2 separate regions of the Capsicum annuum genome follow, and region 1 is linked to region 2. The links are chromatin contacts, called in public Hi-C maps. All regions are on one chromosome and are shown on one strand. Each heading gives the region's core, a stretch centred on a gene start, on an enhancer-like site or on the middle of the called end of the contact. The rest is flanking DNA. Distances are from core to core; before and after follow the strand shown.

What was found. A called contact is a pair of places that touch in the nucleus more often than the background predicts.
Region 1: a Hi-C map of leaf shows a contact between it and region 2, with 3 times the contacts expected there. The contact joins the enhancer-like site here to the promoter of LOC107859415 in region 2. A contact is called at or near these places in 3 of 5 Hi-C or Micro-C datasets (bud, leaf and placenta).

What each region holds. Positions count from the first base shown.
Region 1 is chr2:129,807,989-129,812,532 of UCD10Xv1.1, reverse strand. It overlaps LOC107859413 (wings apart-like protein 2), which reads right to left. Exons shown (of 13, transcript XM_016704416.2): 11 at 4,312-4,409; 12 at 4,125-4,206; 13 at 3,022-3,436. The coding sequence ends at 3,353. It also overlaps the pseudogene LOC107859412. Among protein-coding and RNA genes, the nearest start is that of LOC107859411, 7.8 kb to the left of the region's middle. Within about 2 kb of position 2,297, at least 1 of the 5 cell types and tissues checked has an H3K27ac peak or open chromatin away from gene starts, as enhancers often do. A contact at or near this core is called in leaf, where this site is marked.
Region 2 is chr2:129,771,240-129,775,825 of UCD10Xv1.1, reverse strand. LOC107859415 (clathrin light chain 1) reads left to right here and starts at 1,996. Exons shown (of 3, transcript XM_016704420.2): 1 at 1,996-2,457. The coding sequence starts at 2,078.

The DNA of each region.
Region 1 (4,544 bases), core at 1,048-3,547, 36 kb before region 2:
TTGGTTGTTTATGAACTTCGTCTTGCAAAAGGTCACTGCATGAACAACTCGATATCACAGATCCAACCGTTCACGTTCCATCACTGTTTATTATGGGAGAGAAAGATTATTTCCTCAAATTTCCAGGAATCAAAGATTACATTAGTAGTGAAATCCTCAGAAGTTTAGTCCCTAATATGCAGATAGTTAACTTGGCAGAAGGAACTCATTTTGTTCAAGAACAACTACCCGACGAGGTTAATCAACTCGTGCTCGAATTCCTAACAAAGAATAGTAAGCTTCAGTAGGACCTTCTTGTTGTTGTTGCTGCTGCTGCTCCATCTACTAATAATAGAAGTTCCAATAAGGCGTTGTTATTGTTATTGTTGTTCTTCTTCTGTTTTCTTAACTACTAATTAAGAATATTAAGCTTCAGTAAGTCCTAGTTGTGTTCTACATGTAATATTTTGCTGCATTGACCCTGCAAATTCCTATAAAATCAAGAAGTGAAAGAAGAAATTATCATGTTATGAAAGCCATTTTCCATCTCTTTCTTGCTCTGTGATAATAGGGAATTTGGTCAAATTTATCCGTCTACTTTTAAAAATTCGTCATACTTAAGGCTAAAGTTTACCCTTATTATCATATTTTTGGGCCAAATTTACCCTCTATACTTGGCAAAATTAGCTAAATATATCCTTCGTCATATTTTGTGGTCTAATTTACCCTCGACGTCATACTTTGGACACATTGTTAAGAGACTTTTATTTTGTACCCTTCCTTTAACAGAAAAACTCAAATCAATGTTAAATGATCATTTTCTAAAAATAAAACACACTCTAATCTAACCGCCCGATCTGACCTATAAAAAATACATAAACAAATATACTCCTCCCTCAATTCTATTGGTCGAATTTTTCCGACGAATAAATATACCTCTCTTTCAACGTACAACACTGATAAGTTGTTTACCAATGAATAAAAAATAAAATGAAATGGGATAACGTAGAAGTATGAAACTAGAAAATATGTCTATTACAAACTCTTATCCTATTCAATTAAGTTCAAATTTCAAAATTTGATATGCATCTAGATTCATTATTGTGAAACTTTTGTAATCGTTTTATAATATTGGCAGGTAAATTTATTAACAATTTCCAAAATGATACTGTAATAAAAACCAAATTAGTACTCTCTCCGTTCAACAATACTTGTAAAAATGATGTCCAATAGTACTTGTTAAGTTTGAAAAATCAATGAATAATTATCCTTTTCTACCTATTTTACCCTTCCTATTAAATACTCCATCTGTTCCTATTTACTTGTCACCTTTTTAAATTGCGCACATTTAAGAAAAACATTAACAAGAGGCAATTTGACTAAATTACTCTTATTTATTACCATCTTTATTTAGGACTTTTCTTTTTTACATTATATTAATATCTTTCCATATTGAGAAAGCGTAAGACAAAGTCCCCAGTGAGGTTCTGTGTAATTGGAGGCTAGAGGTGTTCTCATGACGTACAATAGGTCGACTCAAAATATGCTCGATGGAGCGAAGACGCAGGTGAGAACGATGGGAGGAGATTCGGAACACTTTCTTGTTTTGACAGGATTGCACCAGGGATCAACTGTTAGTTCGTTTTTATTCTCCTTGGTGACGGATGTTCTAACGTGGCGTATTCAGGGGAGGTGCATTGGTGTATGTTATTTGTTGATAATGTTGTTCTCATTTACAAGATCCGGGGAGGAGATAATGATAAGTTGGAGATTTTGAGATAAATCCTAGAGCCTAAAGGGTTTAGATTGAGTAGGACCAAGATGAAATACTTGGAGTGCAAGTTCGGTGATTTGACGCATGAGACTGACATGGTAGTGAAGCTGGAGTTCCAAGCCATTTGGAAGAGAGATAGTTTCATGTATCTTGGGTCTATGATTCAAAGAAATGAAAAGATTGACGAGAATGACACATCGTATTGGTGCAAGGTGATTGAAATGGAGGCTCACTTCAGAGTCTAGTGTGATAAGAAGTGCCTCCTAAGCTTAAAGACAAGTTCTACAGAGTGACAGTCTGACTGACTATGTTGTATGGAGGGGAGTATTGGCCAATCAAGAACTTCCACATCCAAAAGTTGAAGGTTGTGGAGATGAGGATACTGCTTTGGATGTGTGGACTTACTAGTAAAGATAGAGTTAGAAATGAGATTATCCGAAAGAAGGTGAGAGTAGCTTCAGTGGAAGATAAAATGCGGGAAGTGAGTTTGAGATGATTCGTGCATGTGATGAGGAGGGGCACAAATGCCCCAACACCGAGGTATGAGAGGTTGGCTATCGATGCCTTCAGGCGGATAGAGGTAGGCCTAAGAAATATTGAAGGGAGGTAATTAGACAGGACATGGAGCAGTTACAGCTTACTGAGGACAAGACTCTAGACAGGAAGGTGTGGAGGACGCGAATTAGGACAGAGGGTTAGTAGTAGGAAGGAGTGATTGTGTTGTCGTCATGGTGTTATGCGTGTGTCTGTAATTTCTTGTTCGTAGTGTTTTGGTGATGTTTGTGATTTTCAGATAGATTGTGCATAGTATTATTATTCATCACTAACGTATTTTTTAAGACATAAAATTTATTATATTCAAATAGTGATTTAGTAATTGTTTTTCAACATGTACGTACGTAACAAGTATTGTCAGATGGAGGGGGAGTAGTAGGTGACAGTAGCTTAAATTACCAGCAGTTTATTGACCACTGCGGTTTTGGGTTTGTTCGAAACCTACGGAAAGTAAATTAACAACGAAATTATTTTGAAAAAGTTTCCCCATATTTCCAAAAAAGAAAATTCTGAAACACCATTCTAATCAAAAGGTCATAATTCAAAACTAAATTATTCCCTTCCCTTTTAGAGAACAAAAAGGGTACACAAGTGAAACAAACGTAAAAGCAGCAAAAGTAGGAACTACTAAGTTTTTTTTCCCTCTCCAGTGAGAGGTGACAGATTCATAATGACACAACAAAAAAAAAGAAAAGATAAAAGTGCATAACAAGTTGTCAAGAGAGAGTAACCATCAACTAAAAAATTACTAGAAATTACAATCGTTGTTACACATTCATAATCTTTCTGCATGTACAAGCATCTCAGCCCACACCAAACAAGGTGACAATCGGCTGGAAAATAGGGGAAAAAATTATATGTTTCAATAAAGATGAGAGAAATCATAGTCAAACAAAGGACATGTCTAAAAATCCTGAGATGGGATTTGTAATGCACCAATGCTGCAGACAAGAGTAGGTAGGTAGGCTGTACAGTCTCATTGTCGCCATATCTTCAAGGAAAAGACGCGAAAGGAAAGGGAAACAATGGAGATATCTACTGCTCTCACTGAACCCTACAAGATTCTATTACTTCAAGCACTGTTGAATGAGTCTCCGGCGAAATCATGTTCAGAGTCATGTGGAATTCCTGGATAAAGAATACAAATTAACACATAAAAGTCAATAGGAAAGCAACGTCAATGTTATAAAGACTTTCTCGTAGCAATCAGTAAGATCACTATGTTAGAAGCAGTTAGATGTTTGAAATTTAGTCACCCCACTTTGTTGTGATAATAGTGGTGTCTGAGCACCCTGCACACACCTCAACAATTTCCATCAAGTACCTACTACCTCGCACCAGCACATGTAGTGGGTATCTCTTCCTACCAAGGCCCGAGAAGATGGAAAAGAAATCACCTAGTGTTTTGTCTCTACTAAAATTTGACTCTGATCTCCCATGGTTCTTACCCACCCATTCATTATCACTAAAGCCAAGGTAATTTCAATTTAGAACACATCCTAGACTCAGTTAGTTTTCAAGCCAGGTTAATGAAAGCTTAAATCATGAATTTCCCACCACTCATTTATCACGGACCCGAGGTAATTTCAATTTAAAACACACCCTAGTCTCAGTTAGTTTGCTAGCCAGGTTAATGAAAGATTAAATCATGAATTTACTGACAGTCCAAGTCATGGGGCCCTAATGGACACATTCCTGATGACAGCTGGTAAGAGAACATCGGCAGATTGGATGTAACTTTTAAAAGTTGGGAGAGAATTATACAATTTCTGCTGTCATTCATTATCAACTCAAAGAACTACACAAGATCACATACCACAAATCTCTCCAGCACGGGTACGAGAACGGACAACTTATGATCTGGTAAATAACCAGCAATTGCCAGCCGTATGCTCTTGCTGATGCAAAGGAAGATTACAAACATAAGGGACCATACAAACATAAGGGACCATTTAAGTTAAGAGAAAAAAGAGAAAAAAAGTAATCATAAAGGCATAACTAACCTCTCCGTTGAAAGAAAGGCAAGAAGGAGAGCTGAATAAGCTTCGATAATCATTTTTTCAGCTTCTTTCTCCCCCTGTAATACAGCATCTTCATCATCCTGTACAAGACAAACACATTGAATTTAGACGCGACATGGTCAAAGCAGAAAGTAATCTAGCATACTGGTAGTAGATGATAAGACTAGTAACTAGTTTAACCTTGCTTCCATGCTCAATCTACTGAAATCTCTCAA
Region 2 (4,586 bases), core at 747-3,246:
GGTCGGAGAAGAGGTTGTGAGAGTGTAACTGGTGAGGTCAACAATGGAGTAACTCAAAAATCAAGCATTAAATAGCTTTACACCTTTATTCACCATTAAAGAAGTTTAAATTTTACGAAATAAAAATGACTGGCTAAAAATGGAGAAGAAGATGAAGAAAATAAGAGGCATAAAAATCGTTCAAATAAGTTTCTCACACACTTTGATACACTCATTTTCCCATATCAACAAAAGGTGTCAAAATGATACAGTTGATGTCTAGTAAACTATTCTAAGAAAAATTCAAATCTGTTCCGTTCGAATATTGATTGATCTTGATTTGACATGGTTTACACGTTACTAATTCCCAGAAGAGTTAATATCTCCATTAGCTAAACTCTTTCTTACCCTGCCTTTAAATTCATATTTTGTTCATACACAATTAACAAAGGCCTTTTCGATATATATTGCAATAAAGTAAGAATTCATGTCAAATTTAAATTGTTTTTAATTTTTTAATATAATAATATGATTCACTTAGTTTTCTTTAATTATTTCAATTATTTTTAAATTCAATTGTTTGTTACATTCATGTCACTACATGAAAGGTTGTTTCATAAGTAGTAACTTGATTTTCAATTGGAATGAATTAAAGGTGATGAACAACTTCTGAATTTTGATGAATTAGAGATGAAAGTAATAAAGCAATACAAGTATAAAGTCTATAAAAATTGCTTTTGGATTGAAGGGGAGGGGGAGAGAGCATAAGTGAGGGATAGTTTTTAAATTATATTTTTATGGAAGGTGGGTGAAAATGGAAAATAAAAGTAACCACATATTCAAAAAGGTAAATATTAAACAACAAATGTTAAAGTTGAAAAAAAAACAAACAAATGTTAAAAAGGAAACTATCATAATCATAATAATACTAATAACTAGTAAATTTGTCATAATAATATTATGAAAATTTACTAAATAAGTTAGAAAAATATTTTAATAGAGATTCTTAATTAGCGGAAAATAAGTTAATTATCATGCTTTCCAATTATCAAAAATATTATCAACTCATCATATTAAATTAAATGAATGTTAAAAGCCATTACTTGATTGAAAGAGTGAAATTTATAGATTTGTGAGAAGGTGAGTTTATTAAAGATAGAGTTAGACTCTAATTTTTTTTTTTAATAATTTCTTATCGAATTTAGTTTCCATTTTTGATTTTCTCGTTTAATGAGATTCGAGTCTTGCTATTTTTATTTTTCAAGTTACATCTTAATCTCATTACAAAATGAAATTAGCTATTTTTTTTTTTTGCGTCTTTTCCTTTCAAATCAATGTACTTGTACGATCAAATAAAATCCATATATTTATCCAAACATTATCCTATATTTTAAGTAAAAATATATAATCACAAATAACATCTTCTCCTGTCAACAAAATGTCCATCCAACTAATAAAAAGTTGACTACTTTCTTCTTTTTAAAATAGTTAGCGCTTGTTGATTTGTCACTTATTTTTAAAAAAATGTTTTTGAAATTTATTTTACTACATTAATTTTATTAATTATATTTTAATAATATAAATTTAAATATATACACTTTATTGAGTCATTTAATAATAAGAATAGTATTACAAAATATAATAAAATTTTCATAATTTCATTAAAAATTTTCAGAATAGTTAAATTTTTTTTAAAAGAAGTCAACCATTTTGAAAGGAAAGCAAATCTTAAAATTTTCTTATAATAATTTATCTTATTATTGATTCTAAGCCGGGATCTATCGAAAATAACCTCTCTATTTCATTTGAGTTAGTGTTATGGTCGACGTATACTCTACCCTCTTTAGATCCGGCTATATAAGAATACACCGAGTGTATTGTTATTGTAATAATTTACCTTAGCTTAGATGTAGTAAAAATAAAAAATCCAAATTTTGACCAAAGATGACTTAATTTAAAAAAAAAACGAATGAAAAACAGTAGAAACATAAATTCACACACACAGTAGATAGATTCTCACATATATATACGCACAACACATGTAAGTGAGAAGGAAAAATCTAGAAATTTTCATACTATAGAGAGAGAAAAAGTGAAAATGTCTTCATTTGATGCGTTCAGTATGGACGGTGACTCACCGGCACCGGCGACATCAACTCCGTTCGACGACGGAGACTACGGCGGTGGTTCTTACACCGCCGATACGCCGCCGTTCCACAGCTCTGGAGGTGGATTCGGTGGAGACTATGAGGAAGTGACGGTGGAACATGTATCTCATACCGTCGACAGTCCCGATCCCTACGGGTTCGGGTCGGGGTCGGGTCAAACCGATTCGTTTGGAGCTCCGATCTCGAATGGGAATGGTAAGGCCTACGATCTAGGTGAAGATTCTGAAGGAATTTTTAGCTCTGATGGACCTGTTCTTCCTCCACCGAATGAAATGCGTGAGGAAGGTTTTGCACTCCGTGAATGGCGAAGGTTTGTTCTACTTTATTCCTATTTTCGCGAATTTATTTTGATCTAAAAATGAAAATATATTGAATTTAAGCTGTTCATTAAGATTTTTAACTAAAATTGATAGATCTATTGTTTATTGTTAAGTACGGTAAATGGCAGATCATTGATGAGATCAGTTTTATTCCAAAGTTCCTAAGCTATATAGTGATTCCTTTTTTTTTTTGCGGGCGTTAAACTGTAATTAAATTCTGGAACTTTTGTTTTTGTATAGTTAGATTTGCAGATCTAAGGTTATACTAGTAGATCTGTTAGTTTGTGTTTGCGCTTAATTTTAGGAGTTTCAGCGGTGTGAGATAGTGATCACTGTAATCTCAGAAAAGTGAGTAAAAAAGGAAAAAAGAAAATTTGAATGTTGTAGGTTTTACCATTTGGAGTACTTAATTGCCATTCACCTTTTACCTGAGATCAATGTATTTGAGAATGTTATTGGTCTCGATTTTATTGTATTAATTGTTGTCAAAACTACTGCGTTTAGTGCGATTGGACAAAATAGTAAGGTTTTAGTAAGTTATTAGTGCTAAAATTGAGAAAAGCTTGAGTCAAGACACTCATAATGTTTTTTGACTACAACTAATTAGGTTATCTTTAGACTAAATAGTTATTGTTAGAGCTAGAATAAACTCCTGGTATTGGTTCATGGATTGTCCCGCATAGGGAAAAAACTTTAAAAAGTTTCAATTGAGATATACGTAAGCTGGTAATATGTTTAAATCTATTTACATGTCTTTATTAATTTTCTCACTTAGAAGTTAGAAGGATCAAGTCCAAAGTGCTGAACTATTTTTTACGAGTAAGTGTTTTATAAATCACGGAGGCATCAAGAAGATGCATAATTACAAAAGAGGAGATATCAGCTCATATAAAGGTGACAAAAACCTGTCATAAGTTTAAAGATTGCTGAACTATTTCATCACTTGACATCATACGTAATATTTTCTGGATTGAGAAAGATTTAACTTATTTGATTGAAGGAGCTGTATGTGTAAAGAGAAAATCAGAAACAAATCTGACTGGTTCTTGGATGAGATGATATAGAGTTCGGGATTAGGGGTTGAATTTCATTGGCAAATTTATTATTTGAATTTATTTCTACAAGTACTAAGAGATAGTGTATTCTTGAGAACTTTAGAAAATGTCAAGTCATGGTTTGGTGGCTTATTCTTTATTGAGAGTAAGTGGTTATGTACAATTTTTCCTTTGGTATTCGCCATTTATTTGGAAAATTGGTTTGAGGGCTTTAGCATAAAGGGATTAGGGGTTAAGACGTAGGGGCCAGCATGGGGTGATGCGTGTTATTGACAAGATTAAAACCAGTCTTCTATTTCTAGTCCACATCTGTTCATCTTTATAGGGAAATCATACAAAATATTTCTCTTGTATTTTAATAACAACATAATACCCAGTGTGATCCCACAAATCGGGTCTAGGAGGGTGGATGCATACCTTTCTTAGGGGCTGTTTTCGATAGATCATCGGCTTAAGAAAAGCATTTTTAGTACAGTAAAATCAGTTGTATAATCAGGATTAGAAAATTACAACTACATCTTTGCATCTCAATCAGAAAAATTACACGGTGTTGAATCTGGTTGACATGATTTTACTTCATGTGTTTCACTTGGTCAGCATTCACCGCCGTCAAGATTTTCTTGGTTAAAAAAATAGGCTTGGTCCATTATTCACCAAGTTTTTGATTCTTGGTTTTCTCCTTCTTTTTTTACTGAAATTTTCTGTGTTTATAGTTAGTTTATGCATTCTTTTCCCTTATGTGTTCCTTTCTTTACTAAAGCACAAGTTTAATTGCCTCTTGCATGTAGAGTCCCGTTAGATTTGTCTTTTTTTCTAATAGCCTTTGATAAAAATGAAGTGCAATTGCAAGTGTAACAATTCTGGGGGTTTAGTTTAGAGAAAAGAATGAGCGACGACTTTGTATAAGGAGGTGAGGTGTTGAACAACAAAAAAGGAACTACTTTGTTTCTGGAGAGGAGTATTTCCTTGAGAGGATTCTGTCTATCTAGACGATGAGTCGTTTTGCCAGATTAAATGAAAAAGAAGAAAATAAAAAAAATATCATTAGAACAGCACATGCCTCT